Regions from separate parts of the Mus musculus genome. Here regions 2 and 3 are each linked to region 1. Evidence: chromatin contacts called from public HiCAR-type and promoter capture Hi-C data. All regions are on one chromosome and are shown on one strand. Each heading gives the region's core, a stretch centred on a gene start, on an enhancer-like site or on the middle of the called end of the contact. The rest is flanking DNA. Distances are from core to core; before and after follow the strand shown.

Region 1 (4,392 bases), core at 76-2,575:
TCTTAGTACTACTGACAAAATGAACAGGAAAAATAATTCAAACTCTTGAGTAAATGAAGCCATAAAATTAAATGTGCAAAACACAAGTAAAGCTTAGTATTAACGTTTAAAAGAGAAACTGGGAAGTGCAACTATATCACGCATTTCACAAACATTAGCTTGTAGAATGAATGATTGTGTTCATCACATTAAATAAGAAAACAGCGTTTAACCTCTCCGAGCTTCAATCTCTTAGATGGACAATGCGGATAATACTGCTGTATCTCCACAAAGAATAATTCCAAAACTAAACAGTATTTAGAAATAAAGCAAACACTGCAATCAGGCCTACAAATCTGAAGAACGTCTTTAAAATTTGTTTCAAATACCATTTTTTTGTGCTATTTGTTTTTCTCAACCGCAGAAATCTTTTCAAAAGAAAAATGTAACTGTCTACATTTTTCTTTTAATTACTTAATATCTATTATGTATGATATGTATAAGTACCTTATATATCTATCCACGTATACATACATACATACATTCATACATATATACGAGACGCACTCTTTCAAATAGATGCTTACAGCTCCTAAAGTTACCTGCTGGTGTAGAATAGCTGTGCATTTGGCAACAGTTCCCTGAGTAAGAAGATTAACATCTGAGAAGGAGAAGGCACTTTCCCCCAAGAACTCCCTTGGTACCCAGCAAATGACAGCAAAATGCCATCGCTTGGCATGGCCCTCCTCCCTCCCTCCAGCCCGGCTTAAGAGCCTTGGGCGCACTAAGGCTCCTCTTTCCTTGGCCTTCACTCCACTCTTATTAACCTAATAAGCACTACAATCCGCAAGCTGCTGCAGGAGGCTGCCCCATCTTGACGCTCCTTCTTCACTCAACCAGAGCGTGAACTCAGGGGGTGCGGTGGGGGTGGGGGCGCTCCACTTTCCCAGACACCAAGGAGGCTGGAAACTTTTATTGACTCCCCTCTTAGGGAAGCCACTAACTGGGAGCCCCTCGCACCTACCTGAGTAGCCGGAGGACTCTTTCCCAAACCTCTGCAAGATCCGCCAGCCCTTCGGCAGCCCCAAGCTAGCGCTTCCCTAAAAACGCAAAGGTTCCCTGAGCTACTCCTGGCTGTGGGTTGACACGCCCCGACCTCACCTGAGGGCGGCTCCGCCAGGAGACGGTTCAGGAAAGCTTCTGGGATGGTGGACCGGAGAAGGACTCCGCAGAAAACACAGTCATAGCCTGCCACGCTCGGACTCCGGGGCGGCCGCACCTTAGCAGCCGCTCCTCCCGCCTCCCGAGCCTTCCCCCAGCTCTTCCAGGGCGGCCGCAGACTCCCGCATTGCACGCCGGGAACGCGCCGCTCTTCCCAAAAACTTCCAATCCCAGGATGCACAGCCGCGACGCCGAACTGCACTCTGGGACGTAGAGTCCTCATCTCACGGCTCTCCCTCATCCACAGTAAGGAGGGCTTGGAGGGGAAATAGAGCCGTAAAGCTTTTTCCAGGGTCGTGAAATGTAGTCTTCCCAGGTATCCCGGGGCCTAGTTCCGGTCTTGGCAGGCTGGGGGGCGGGGAGTGGTGTCGCCTAGCAGCCGGCGCCGCTTCGGCTCGGTCGGGAAGAGTTGGCGGGAGCAGCCTGAGTGCGCGAGGACCGCTCTGGGAAGCGTGAGGCCGGGGCGGTGGCCGAACCCGGAGGTGGTCGCTGTAGATGAGTGACTGCTGCTGGTGGCAGGTCTTGGTTTCGGTGGGTGGATCCTCGTGAGCCGGAGCCGCTTAGTGTCGTTCACAGGATCGTAATCCCGAGGGACAGGGTGCAGCCCTACCTATCCAGACCTCTGTCGCTCTTGTCTGCAGTGTCGTCTCGGCCTCCCTGATTGAGCTTGATTCCGCAAACACTTCATTTAGCTCAGTCTTTTTATCTACTTTAAAAATCCTCTGGTCCCCTTTCCTCAGAAGGTTTTCAAAAACTTCCAAACATCTTGGGAGTTGGTACCATCATTGATGGTAGGGGACTTGGAAAAGGGGCCTCGGGGTTTTAGCTCCGAATTCGTCTTAGCAAGAAAATAATAATTTAGCGTGTACATTATCGTATAGCCTGTGTCAGGGGAACTAATTTTCGTCGAGGCTGTTTGCCTCTGCATCTGTTTTGCAGTTCAGGAGCCATAGCTCTTAGCCAGCACCTAGAGAGTTAAGTAAGACCGCTCATGATCATGTAAACACTGCAAGGCCATTTTCCTTGAAAATGCTAAAATCCACCTGCTTCTTTGTAGAGGCTGAGAGACAGTGAAAGAATTCAAGATGCCACCTAATATAAAGTGGAAAGAATTAATCAAAGTTGATCCAGATGACCTGCCACGGCAAGAAGAGTTAGCAGATAAATTATTGATATCTTTATCCAAGGTACTTAATAAATGATTTGTACACAGAGCCTGATGTACAATGTCATGAATTGAAATTGCTTCTTGAAATCATTGAATGCTATAACTGGAAGAGTGCTTGTATTTAATGTGCAGGGTATGAAATAGTCCATTTTTTGTGTGTTTGTTTCCTTAGGTGGAAGTAAATGAACTAAAAAATGAAGACCAAGAAAACATGATACATCTATTCAGAATTACCCAGTCTCTAATGAAGGTTTGTAGGAAAGAGTGTGTAGGAAAAGAAATATTTTTTAGGAGAAACATAAAGAGTCATAAAGAATCATATGGTCAAATAAAATACAAAATCTCTCCCCTATAAGCTATACATGAAATGATAAGAGGATTCTAGATTCTTCATAAATAAATACTGAGAAAGAATATGTATTCTTTACATTAAGGTAAAAGCATATAGAAAAATATTTGGGGCCAGTAATTTGGGATATACTGTTCAAGAGTTTGAGAGTATATTTTGGTTATCAGCATTTTAGAAGGGAATAAAGGTTTTTAAATCATACTTGGTAAAGAAATGTACTTATGAAGGCAACATTAAATGTGTTGTATAGACTGAAGGGATGAGAGCTGATTAGTTCCAATTATAAGAAGGAATTACTAAATTTATTAATAATAACAATTGGGATAGTAAAAAAGATATTGAAAACATTTTAAGTAATGGCTATAAAGTTTAACGGAAAAATCAGATATAATTCAAAGTCTTGCCATTCTGGAATTTCTAGCCTTATGTATTTATTCAACAACTATTTACTGACTGTCTCTGTGTGTTAGTCATCGTACACACTACAGACTGAGATAGCAAATTCCACACAGTTTCCATTCCCACTGTTTACATTACAGTGTAAATAATACAGATTCTTCCCCTCTCGTTTTAATGTTCAGATGAAAGCCCAGGAAGTAGAGCTCGCTTTGGAAGAAGTTGAAAAGGCTGGAGAAGAACAAGCAAAATTTGGTAAATGTCTTGGGAAAAAACTACTGTGGTTCCATTACTTATTAGACAGTATAAAATCTATCCTATTCTATAACATATGTATTCAATTTATACTGAAAGATGCTACATCCTTGTGCAGTTCCAGGTACTGGCCTGAGTGCTGTGGTAGGGGGTGAAGAAAAGAAAACACACAGACACTTAGAACAGTTGTTTTCGGTTGGACCAGGCTCTCTAATGGAGCAACTGCCCCACCCCAGAAGCTCACTGTCTGTATTATATCCACTTGACCAGAGCAGTGGAGTTGTTGCATAGCTGAACATAAAGTCGAGTGAGTGCATACAGATAAACATGAAGGCAGGGTTTCTGCTGTTGAATAGGGAGGCAGATTTATCAAATCTCAGTAGGAGTAGTCTCTATAAGGGAGCCATAAACATTAGGGGGACATTTTCTGCACACCCTGTCAACATCCACAGTCAGACGAGGAGGGAAGGCTTTGCCGTTTGCCATAGGCCTGAGACATTTGGAGTTCCTGACGTGGCTTTGCCCATGTCAGTAGTACACACTGACTCAGGGCTCATGCACTGAAGCCTTCCTCTGCTCTCTACATGAGGCATTTCTAGAATGCATATTTTATGCATTTAGTATATAATAATTACTTTCCTGTATCTGTTAAGGATGGAATCTTTTACAGAGAACAGTACTATTTTATTAAAGTTTACTTAAAATCTGATTATAGGAAACTTAACCAATTAAAACATTTGTGTTTTTTTTTAAATAGAAAATCAATTAAAGACAAAAGTAATGAAACTGGAAAATGAACTGGAGGTATATATATATCCTTTTATATTTCCTTGTTTTTGAATTTTCTTGTAGTTGTTATTAATTGCATTATTTTAAATTGTTTTCAAATCCTCCCAGATTGGAAAATACAAGATTTTGTGCTCATGCGTTTATTCATTACACAGAATGTGCTTTTGTGACTTGAGTTCTAAGAATTATGCATCCAGTGAAGTAAAAACGGATCCCTTCTGAATGGGGCTGTCAG
Region 2 (3,802 bases), core at 671-3,170, 1.2 Mb before region 1:
TGCTGCCCAAAAAAGGCGCGGAGAGAGGTTGGAGGCAACCCCCATTTTCATCAAAACGCTCCTTCTGGGGCGCCTGCCTGCGGGAGGGCTCCAAAATTGGCTACTTGGACCTCCAAGTCGCCCTGTTTTAGCCCACATTTCCCAAACCCCGGAAGAGGCGGGTGATTAAAAATGCAAATTGCTTTGCGGGCGACAGTAGGTAGGACCCGGCTGCGAGGCGCTGGGCTGGGGAGATCCCGTGACCTTAGACGCCCTCCGCGCCCCGGATTCGGGAAGGGCCGCAGCCGGCGCTTCCGCCTCCCGGTCGCGGCCGGACAAAGCCCAGCTCCTTTCCCTGGGACCCGAGGGGCTGACCGGATCGGGACGCGCGCCTTCCGCAGGGCCCGCCGTCGCCGCACACAGGTGGTTTTCCGTCCGGGAGGGGCGGCCTCTGCACTTTTATATAACAATAGAACCGAGCGCGCCGGGGATGCGCTCTTGTCGCCGTCGCGGCCCCCGCCGGCCACGCCTCCATCCGGCTCCGGTGCCGCCTCCGTCCTGAGTTGCCTGCGGGTGGTGCCCATGAGACTTCCCAACCCTAACTCTGGAACCATGGGGTCCAGACAGGGACACCTCTGGCTCCTTTTCCGCTCCAGGTCTCTCACTAGGCGACGGTTCCGCGACGGCCTTACAAGCGATCACGGGGTCGTCGCGTGTCCTGCCCCCCCCCCCCCATCCCCCAGAGCAGCAATGCTGCGGCCAAAGCGCAGCGCGCAAGCGCGTTTGGAGCTGCTAGCGTGCTCCTTGCGGGGCCCGGGGACCGCTGCAGCCTAGAAAGGATAGGGGACCGGCCTCTGTCCACAACCGCCACTGTTTACGCTTGAGTTCCCGCAGGCTTGCAGGTCTCCGGGGTGCAGGAAACGTTGGTGAGGCCTGTCGTCCCAGGCACCTAACCTAGGCTGCCTTGCCAGACCGGTTCCTCTTAGAAACCAAACTCTGCTCTTGGCTCCAGATCGTTAAAGGAGCTCGACTCCCCAGGCTCGATGGGTGACCGGTGATGGTGGTGGGGAGCAAGATCTCCGGAACAATGGCTCAGAATGCCCCCACTTCACCGGAGCAGAAGAAAAGTGCAGGGATAGCTGACAAGGTTTTGGGTGCTTACACCACCCGCCCCCCCCCCTCCGCTGCCGCCAAGAAAGTTGAGAAAGCCCGGGGTTGGGGCGCTTCTGGTTTTCTGGACAACCAAACGCTTGTTTGCTTAGTTGCTTTAAAATGTTTCAACAAAACACTAGTTTGTTTCTAGAGATGTTGGATTAGCATTTAACACTTCGTTGGGTCGCTAAAGCCCAGGCAGTCCACCAGTCCCAACACAGCCTCGCCTAAAAGGACATTAGAACAAACAGAACTAGACTTTTAAAAGAGCCAAACAAATGCCACACACGATCTAAAGGAGGACCGGGTTGGGGGTGGGGGAGCAGGGGCGGCGCTATGGCGGGCTTGGATCTAGCGTTAAAGAGAATTAAAAAGGGGGAAAACCCCTCAAGTTTTATTAAGGCTAACTTAAGATTGTAAGCGTCGCGAATAAGGGCTTTTGTGCTTGCTAATTGCACTACTGGTGCGCAAGAGTTAGACGCGAAGTGTGAACTCTAAACAGAAGGAAACACGAGACAACTTTAGTGCCCTGGTTTATGTGCCCTGCTCCTCCTCCACCGCCGCCTCCTCTTCTTTCTCCTTCCTCCCGCCGAGCCCGCAGTTGCAGCTTGTTTGCACTGGGGCTTATCCGGAGCGGAAATTCCTTTCCGTTTTTGTGAATGACAAACTCATTAACAATTCATCAACACAACCTGTTCCAGCCGGCCCGTCCCCACGGCAACAGCCCCTTCCGCAGCGCGCTCATTGGCTGACCGAGAGAATGTATCCATTGAGACGCTGGCTGTTTGTATCCATTGAGGAGCTGCCTCGCACAGGGGGTGTGCTCTCGCGGAGTCCTAGGGACTGTGAGCAAACCCAGTCTTGAATAATCCGGCGAGAAACACCGGGTTGGATCCGAGGTGCAGCCTCAGAGGGAAGGATTAAGAGCCGCTAGACTTTTTTTCTTTTCCCTTTTTCTCCTCTCAGTGGCACGGAGTCCGAATTAATTGGATTTCATTCACTGGGTAGGAACAAAACTGGGCACCTTCATTCAGAGAGAGAGATTCATTGACTCGGAGAGTGATCTGGTGCAGAGGGACCACCGACTTGACTTCTGTGTCGCTTTCCCTAACCGCTAGCCTCGGCTTGGGAAAGGCGAGGCGGAATCAAACCCCGCTCCGAGAGCGGGAGCTTCGCGCAGCGTGCTCGGCCTATGCCTGCCTCGAGGGGCGTCTGCTAGGCACCCCGCCTTCTCCTGCAGCTCGACCCCCATGATAGATACGCTCAGACCCGTGCCCTTCGCGTCGGAAATGGCGATCTGCAAGACGGTGTCGTGGCTCAACGAGCAGCTGGAGCTGGGCAACGAACGGCTTCTGCTGATGGACTGCCGACCACAGGAGCTGTACGAGTCGTCACACATCGAATCTGCCATTAATGTGGCCATCCCCGGCATCATGCTGCGGCGTCTGCAGAAGGGCAACCTGCCCGTGCGTGCGCTCTTCACGCGCTGCGAGGACCGGGACCGCTTTACCAGGCGCTGCGGCACCGACACCGTGGTGCTGTACGACGAGAATAGCAGCGACTGGAATGAGAACACTGGTGGAGAGTCGGTCCTCGGGCTGCTGCTCAAGAAACTCAAAGACGAGGGCTGCCGGGCGTTCTACCTGGAAGGTATGTTGTGCGCCCCGGGTGCAGGGCTCCGGGCTGGGACTGCAGGCTGGGGAAAATGTTAGCGAGGTAGCGATCGCCGCTTGCATTGCGCTTAGGGGAGCTAGCTGGGCCACCGTGGTAGCTTCTCCTTCAAGGGTTAATCAGGCACCTTTCTTTGGGTAGGTGTAGGATTAAGGTTCACAAGAGCTGGAAACGTAGTTCAGGGTGCAGCTTGGCACCTCGCAGCTCCTCGAAATATTAAGAAAAGTAATCTTGTGCATTTCCAGATTCAGGAGAATAAGTGTTCCCAGGGTAAGCAGCGGGTAGTGTTCCTAAAGGTGCGCATTGAAGCGTGCTTCTACCACTGCCGGGGGTTCCTAGGGTGCCTGTCCATAGTGTTCTTTGTGCTTCTCACTAGCTGTAAATTACTACAGCTTCTCCGGTTACAAGATTGCTTTTCTTGTTTCTGGCAGGTGGCTTCAGTAAGTTCCAGGCCGAGTTCGCCCTGCACTGCGAGACCAATCTAGACGGCTCGTGCAGCAGCAGTTCCCCGCCTTTGCCAGTGCTGGGGCTCGGGGGCCTGCGGATCAGCTCGGACTCTTCCTCGGACATTGAGTCTGACCTTGACCGAGACCCCAATAGTGCAACGGACTCTGATGGCAGCCCGCTGTCCAACAGCCAGCCTTCCTTCCCGGTGGAGATTTTGCCCTTCCTTTACCTGGGCTGTGCCAAGGACTCGACCAACTTGGACGTGTTGGAAGAGTTTGGCATCAAGTACATCTTGAATGTCACCCCCAATTTGCCCAATCTGTTTGAGAATGCGGGCGAGTTCAAATACAAGCAAATTCCTATCTCGGATCACTGGAGCCAAAACCTGTCCCAGTTTTTCCCTGAGGCCATTTCTTTCATAGGTGAGACTAATTTACAGTCATTCATAGAGTTGAAGATCTTAATCTGTTTTCCTGCAGGCTGTTTTGCTGGACTGCAGGTCTTCTACTGTCTTTAAGAGTGTTAATTCTTGTTTACCTTCTTGCTTAAAGGG
Region 3 (3,841 bases), core at 304-2,803, 1.3 Mb before region 1:
GTTGGTGTGTTTTCAAGCACTGTTTAGGTGGCTCTGCAGTGTCTGTCTGGGTGGCTCTGCAGTGTCTGTCTGGGTGCTCTGAGGTGTCTGTCTGGGTGGCTCTGAGGTGTCTGTCTGGGTGCTCTGCAGTATCTGTCTGGGTACTCTGCAGTATCTGTCTGGGTACTCTGCAGTATCTGTCTGGGTACTCTGCAGTATCTGTCTGGGTACTCTGCAGTATCTGTCTGGGTACTCTGCAGTATCTGTCTGGGTACTCTGCAGTATCTGTCTGGGTGCTCTGCAGTATCTGTCTGGGTGCTCTGCAGTATCTGTCTGGGTACTCTGCAGTATCTGTCTGGGTACTCTGCAGTATCTGTCTGGGTACTCTGCAGTATCTGTCTGGGTACTCTGCAGTATCTGTCTGGGTACTCTGCAGTATCTGTCTGGGTGTTCTGCAGTATCTGTCTGGGTGCTCTGCAGTATCTGTCTGGGTGTTCTGCAGTATCTGTCTGGGTGTTCTGCAGTATCTGTCTGGGTGCTCTGCAGTATCTGTCTGGGTGCTCTGCAGTATCTGTCTGGGTACTCTGCAGTATCTGTCTGGGTGTTCTGCAGTATCTGTCTGGGTGCTCTGCAGTATCTGTCTGGGTGCTCTGCAGTATCTGTCTGGGTACTCTGCAGTATCTGTCTGGGTGCTCTGCAGTGTCTGTCTGGGTGCTTTTCGGTGTCTGTCTGGGTGCTTTTCGGGGTCTGTCTGGGTGCTCTGAGGTGTCTGTCTGGGTGCTCTGAGGTGTCTGTCTTGCTCCTGTACTGCATCTCCACCTGCCTCCTTCAGGTAGGAAACATGTTTTCTTTTTTCCAGATACAGTCTTTAAAACAGAAGAAACAGAAACGGAGATTTTCCTGATCCCATAGGTCCTTGTCCTTAAAGCACAGCAGCCTCCTGTTAGGGAAACGGCTAAAGCTTCAGTGCGGAACTGGCCCTTCCCCGTCCTCTCTGAAACTGACTTTAAAGCAGCACCAACAGGAATGTTTGGTGTGTTAAAGGAGCATGGCTTCTTTCTCTGCGTGGAGTTCCCATTATCTTTTGTTCAATTTCTCTCTGTGAAGGAAAATGGTGTAGGCCAAGAGCGCCATTTCCCACCTACAGTAATCGACTCTGCAGTAAAAATCATGACAGGAAGTCTAAGTTACATGATTGGGGTGTATTTCCCTCCCCCCTAAAATTGCTAATTTGAGCTTCTTTATTTTTCAAAGTCACAGGGAAGGAAAATTCAATGAATTTACCAAAAACTGTATACAAATCAAATTTTTATAAATTGTCCTTGTTAGCTAGTACTTTGTTCTGTTTCTTTACTTCTGTGACAAGAGAGGTTTCTTTTTCTCTGTTAAATGTATCTTTTAAAACAGGAAACTCTACAAAAGAATTTCTTGTAATATGCAATTGGCTGCCTAACAAAGTAAATAGATGTTGCAAATCCCTTTAGAAAGTGCGCACATTTCTGGGTACTGCGGGTGTGGAAGCTGCAGATCTTATTTCTGCCTCTAACTTCCTGCTGTACTGTGTTTCTAAACTGTGCCTCTGCCCCAGAGACACCACCAGCCTCCTCTCTGGCCGGGAATCCAAGCTGCGTCCCCAGTTCCCACAGCTGAGGCGAAGGCATGCGGAAAATGCCCGCCGTGCTCAGCCCACACATCCAGTGACAACTGGTTCCTTCCTCTTCCTGTGGAAAAGCAACATCCTCTGAGATGAGAGCACATGCACCCTGAGGAATGCAAGGGCAGCAGCGAGCTTTCACACAGGAAATTAATTACTCAGGGGTAGCACTCCGAAAATGCTTGTCTCCTGGAGGATGTCAGCGTGAAGAGCTTCCTGGCCACCCAGAGGAGTTCCGGGCCATCTGCAGGGCTGTGCAATAAAGTGACCTGACTTATTGCCCTCTGTGCATGGTGCCCATTAGAGTTTGAGTTTTGGAGTACTGCTTAGATAGAGGAGTTAGCCCTGATCCTTCTTTGACAATGAGCTCCATGGTGGGAGGGGGTGGCCTGCTAAAGTACACTTTCTGTCTGTCAGTCCTTAGATTCACAGTTAGTGAAATCCCGAGAGATTTACAACCTTATTGTCTTGGCTACTGAGGCCAGCACTAGATCTTGCTTAGTTCTGTCTCTTGTCAGTTCCCTTCTTTTGGGGACAGTCAGACATCACAGAAGATCTCATATGTGACACATACATCCTCAAACACAGATAAAGAACAGTATTGCCGAGCCAGGCAGCCAGTGCAGGACTTAAACTTCAGAATGCTTTGATTGGACTTTTACATTTGACAAATATTTCAGAGTAATTTGATTTCTTTTTTTTTTTTTTTATTCCTATGGCATTTTCGTTTTCTTCCCTTGAGATAACGATAAGACTCCGATTTTATATGTACTTTTAAGCTTTCTCCAAATTATCGCAGTTTTGGGTGGGTTTCTGTGGTTCTGGTAGTACAGTTCTTTACTTGTTTGTGTTAAGTTGAAGAGGAGCTGGAGAAGGAATGTCAGGCATTTCCTCTTCCTCTCCAACATGTCTTTTTAATGAACATTCCTCCTCTCTCCTTGGGAACACAGTGTTTTGCTTCACAGGGTCCCTCTGAATGTCTAGGATCTGAGAGCCAGTCTTTCCCTTTGTTCCCCGGCCTTAGAAAGGTCGTTAGTTAGTCGATGGATTTGCTACCTCATCTTATTTCCAAACTTCTCTCACCTTTAAAGAAAACTTCTAAACCTCTATAGGGAGTTCCTCCTGTTAAAGCGACCATTCCAGCTACTGCTGCTCAGCTAGACCCTAAATGATACATAGTGAGTCACCCTGAAGGATGACCAGGATGTAAATACAAAGGAGTGCTTATCCCAGCAGTGTTTGTAACAAAACCAGCAAGAAAAGAAGATAAAACAAGTGTCCTTTAAAAGGTGTTTGTTACCTAGAAGGGTAGTATGTCAGTCGATGGAATATTATGTGGAATCCTGTGTTTAATCACAGCTAAATGCAGGCTAATGCAGTGTAATTCTCTACTGGATCCTGGTCATGTAGAAACTCTTTCTCCAGAACACTTCTACAGCATCTGATTGACAATGGCTTGTCTTACTTGAGGAGTAGGTTCAACCTCCCCACCAAGAGGAGAAAATTGACAAATATTCAACAGAGACTGAATTTTAGATGAGAATACCAATGCTAAGTTTGCTGGTTTTCATAGTAATGCCATAGTTATGTCAGGGATGGCCTTTTCCTTAGAACACAGTATTGTAATAATCCAGGTAAAAGTGCACAGTGCCAGCAACTTGTCAGAAGATTTGGTGTAGATGGAGAACTAGATGACAATTGTAACAAAATTACAGAATCTAAGTTATTATTAGAATTGTTGTTGTTCTGTTGTTTTTATAGCAACATTTCTCTAATTTGAAACTGTTTGAAAATAAAATTTAAGGAACAAAACTTAATATTTTTCTATGTCACAGTGAAAATCCGCTAAATACCATATAAAAAGAATTTGTGGAACTGGGTGTGGTGGCACACACCTTTAATCCCAGCACTCGGGAGGCAGAGGCAAGCAGATTTCTGAGTTCGAGGCCAGCCTGGTCTACAGAGTGAGTTCCAGGACAGCCAGGGCTATACAGAGAAACCCTGTCTCGGGGAAAAAAAAAAAAAAAAGAATTTGTTTTGTGTGTGTGTGTGTGTGTGTGTGTGTGTGTGTGTGTGTAATTTTAAGTTTGTAATAGGAAAAAGTGTGTTTATCCATTGAACAAAATTCCTTCTCTGAGCCTTCGTACATCATAGTCTCACCTCATTGGTGTAATTTACCCAAGTCCATCTGGTCATCAAATAATGAAG

The links. Promoter capture Hi-C pulls out the DNA fragments that hold promoters and counts their contacts. HiCAR-type assays count read pairs that join an accessible place to other places.
Region 2: a contact with region 1 is called in a HiCAR-type map of astrocytes, with 5 times the contacts expected there. The contact joins the promoter of Dusp6 here to the promoter of Tmtc3 in region 1. A contact is called at or near these places in 7 of 39 promoter capture datasets (the 3T3-L1 cell line, the C10 cell line, cranial neural crest and 4 more), 3 of 484 Hi-C or Micro-C datasets (cardiomyocytes, cortical neurons and muscle stem cells), 10 of 115 datasets of contacts at active chromatin or transcription factors (T-cell acute lymphoblastic leukemia, acute myeloid leukemia, astrocytes and 7 more) and 3 of 9 other capture datasets (adipose tissue, embryonic stem cells and pancreatic islet).
Region 3: a contact with region 1 is called in a promoter capture Hi-C map of hippocampal neurons, with 6 times the contacts expected there. The contact joins the enhancer-like site here to the promoter of Tmtc3 in region 1. A contact is called at or near these places in 8 of 39 promoter capture datasets (3T3-L1-derived adipocytes, the C10 cell line, cranial neural crest and 3 more), 4 of 484 Hi-C or Micro-C datasets (the G1E-ER4 cell line, cranial neural crest, nephron progenitors and 1 more) and 3 of 115 datasets of contacts at active chromatin or transcription factors (astrocytes, large pre-B cells and stem cell-derived neural progenitor cells).

The regions. Positions count from the first base shown.
Region 1 is chr10:100,486,022-100,490,413 of GRCm38.p6, forward strand. It overlaps Tmtc3 (transmembrane and tetratricopeptide repeat containing 3), which reads right to left and starts at 1,326. Exons shown (of 14, transcript NM_001110013.1): 1 at 1,141-1,326. It overlaps Cep290 (centrosomal protein 290), which reads left to right and starts at 1,561. Exons shown (of 54, transcript NM_146009.3): 1 at 1,561-1,731; 2 at 2,258-2,387; 3 at 2,541-2,618; 4 at 3,299-3,368; 5 at 4,126-4,172. The coding sequence starts at 2,286.
Region 2 is chr10:99,261,311-99,265,112 of GRCm38.p6, forward strand. Dusp6 (dual specificity phosphatase 6) reads left to right here and starts at 1,921. Exons shown (of 3, transcript NM_026268.3): 1 at 1,921-2,781; 2 at 3,234-3,671. The coding sequence starts at 2,382.
Region 3 is chr10:99,170,523-99,174,363 of GRCm38.p6, forward strand. The region is part of intron 10 of Poc1b (POC1 centriolar protein B); the gene reads left to right. Among named protein-coding and RNA genes, the nearest start is that of Gm34574, 60 kb to the right of the region's middle. Within about 2 kb of position 1,554, at least 212 of the 459 cell types and tissues checked have an H3K27ac peak or open chromatin away from gene starts, as enhancers often do. A contact at or near this core is called in astrocytes, hippocampal neurons, liver and 3 more, where this site is marked.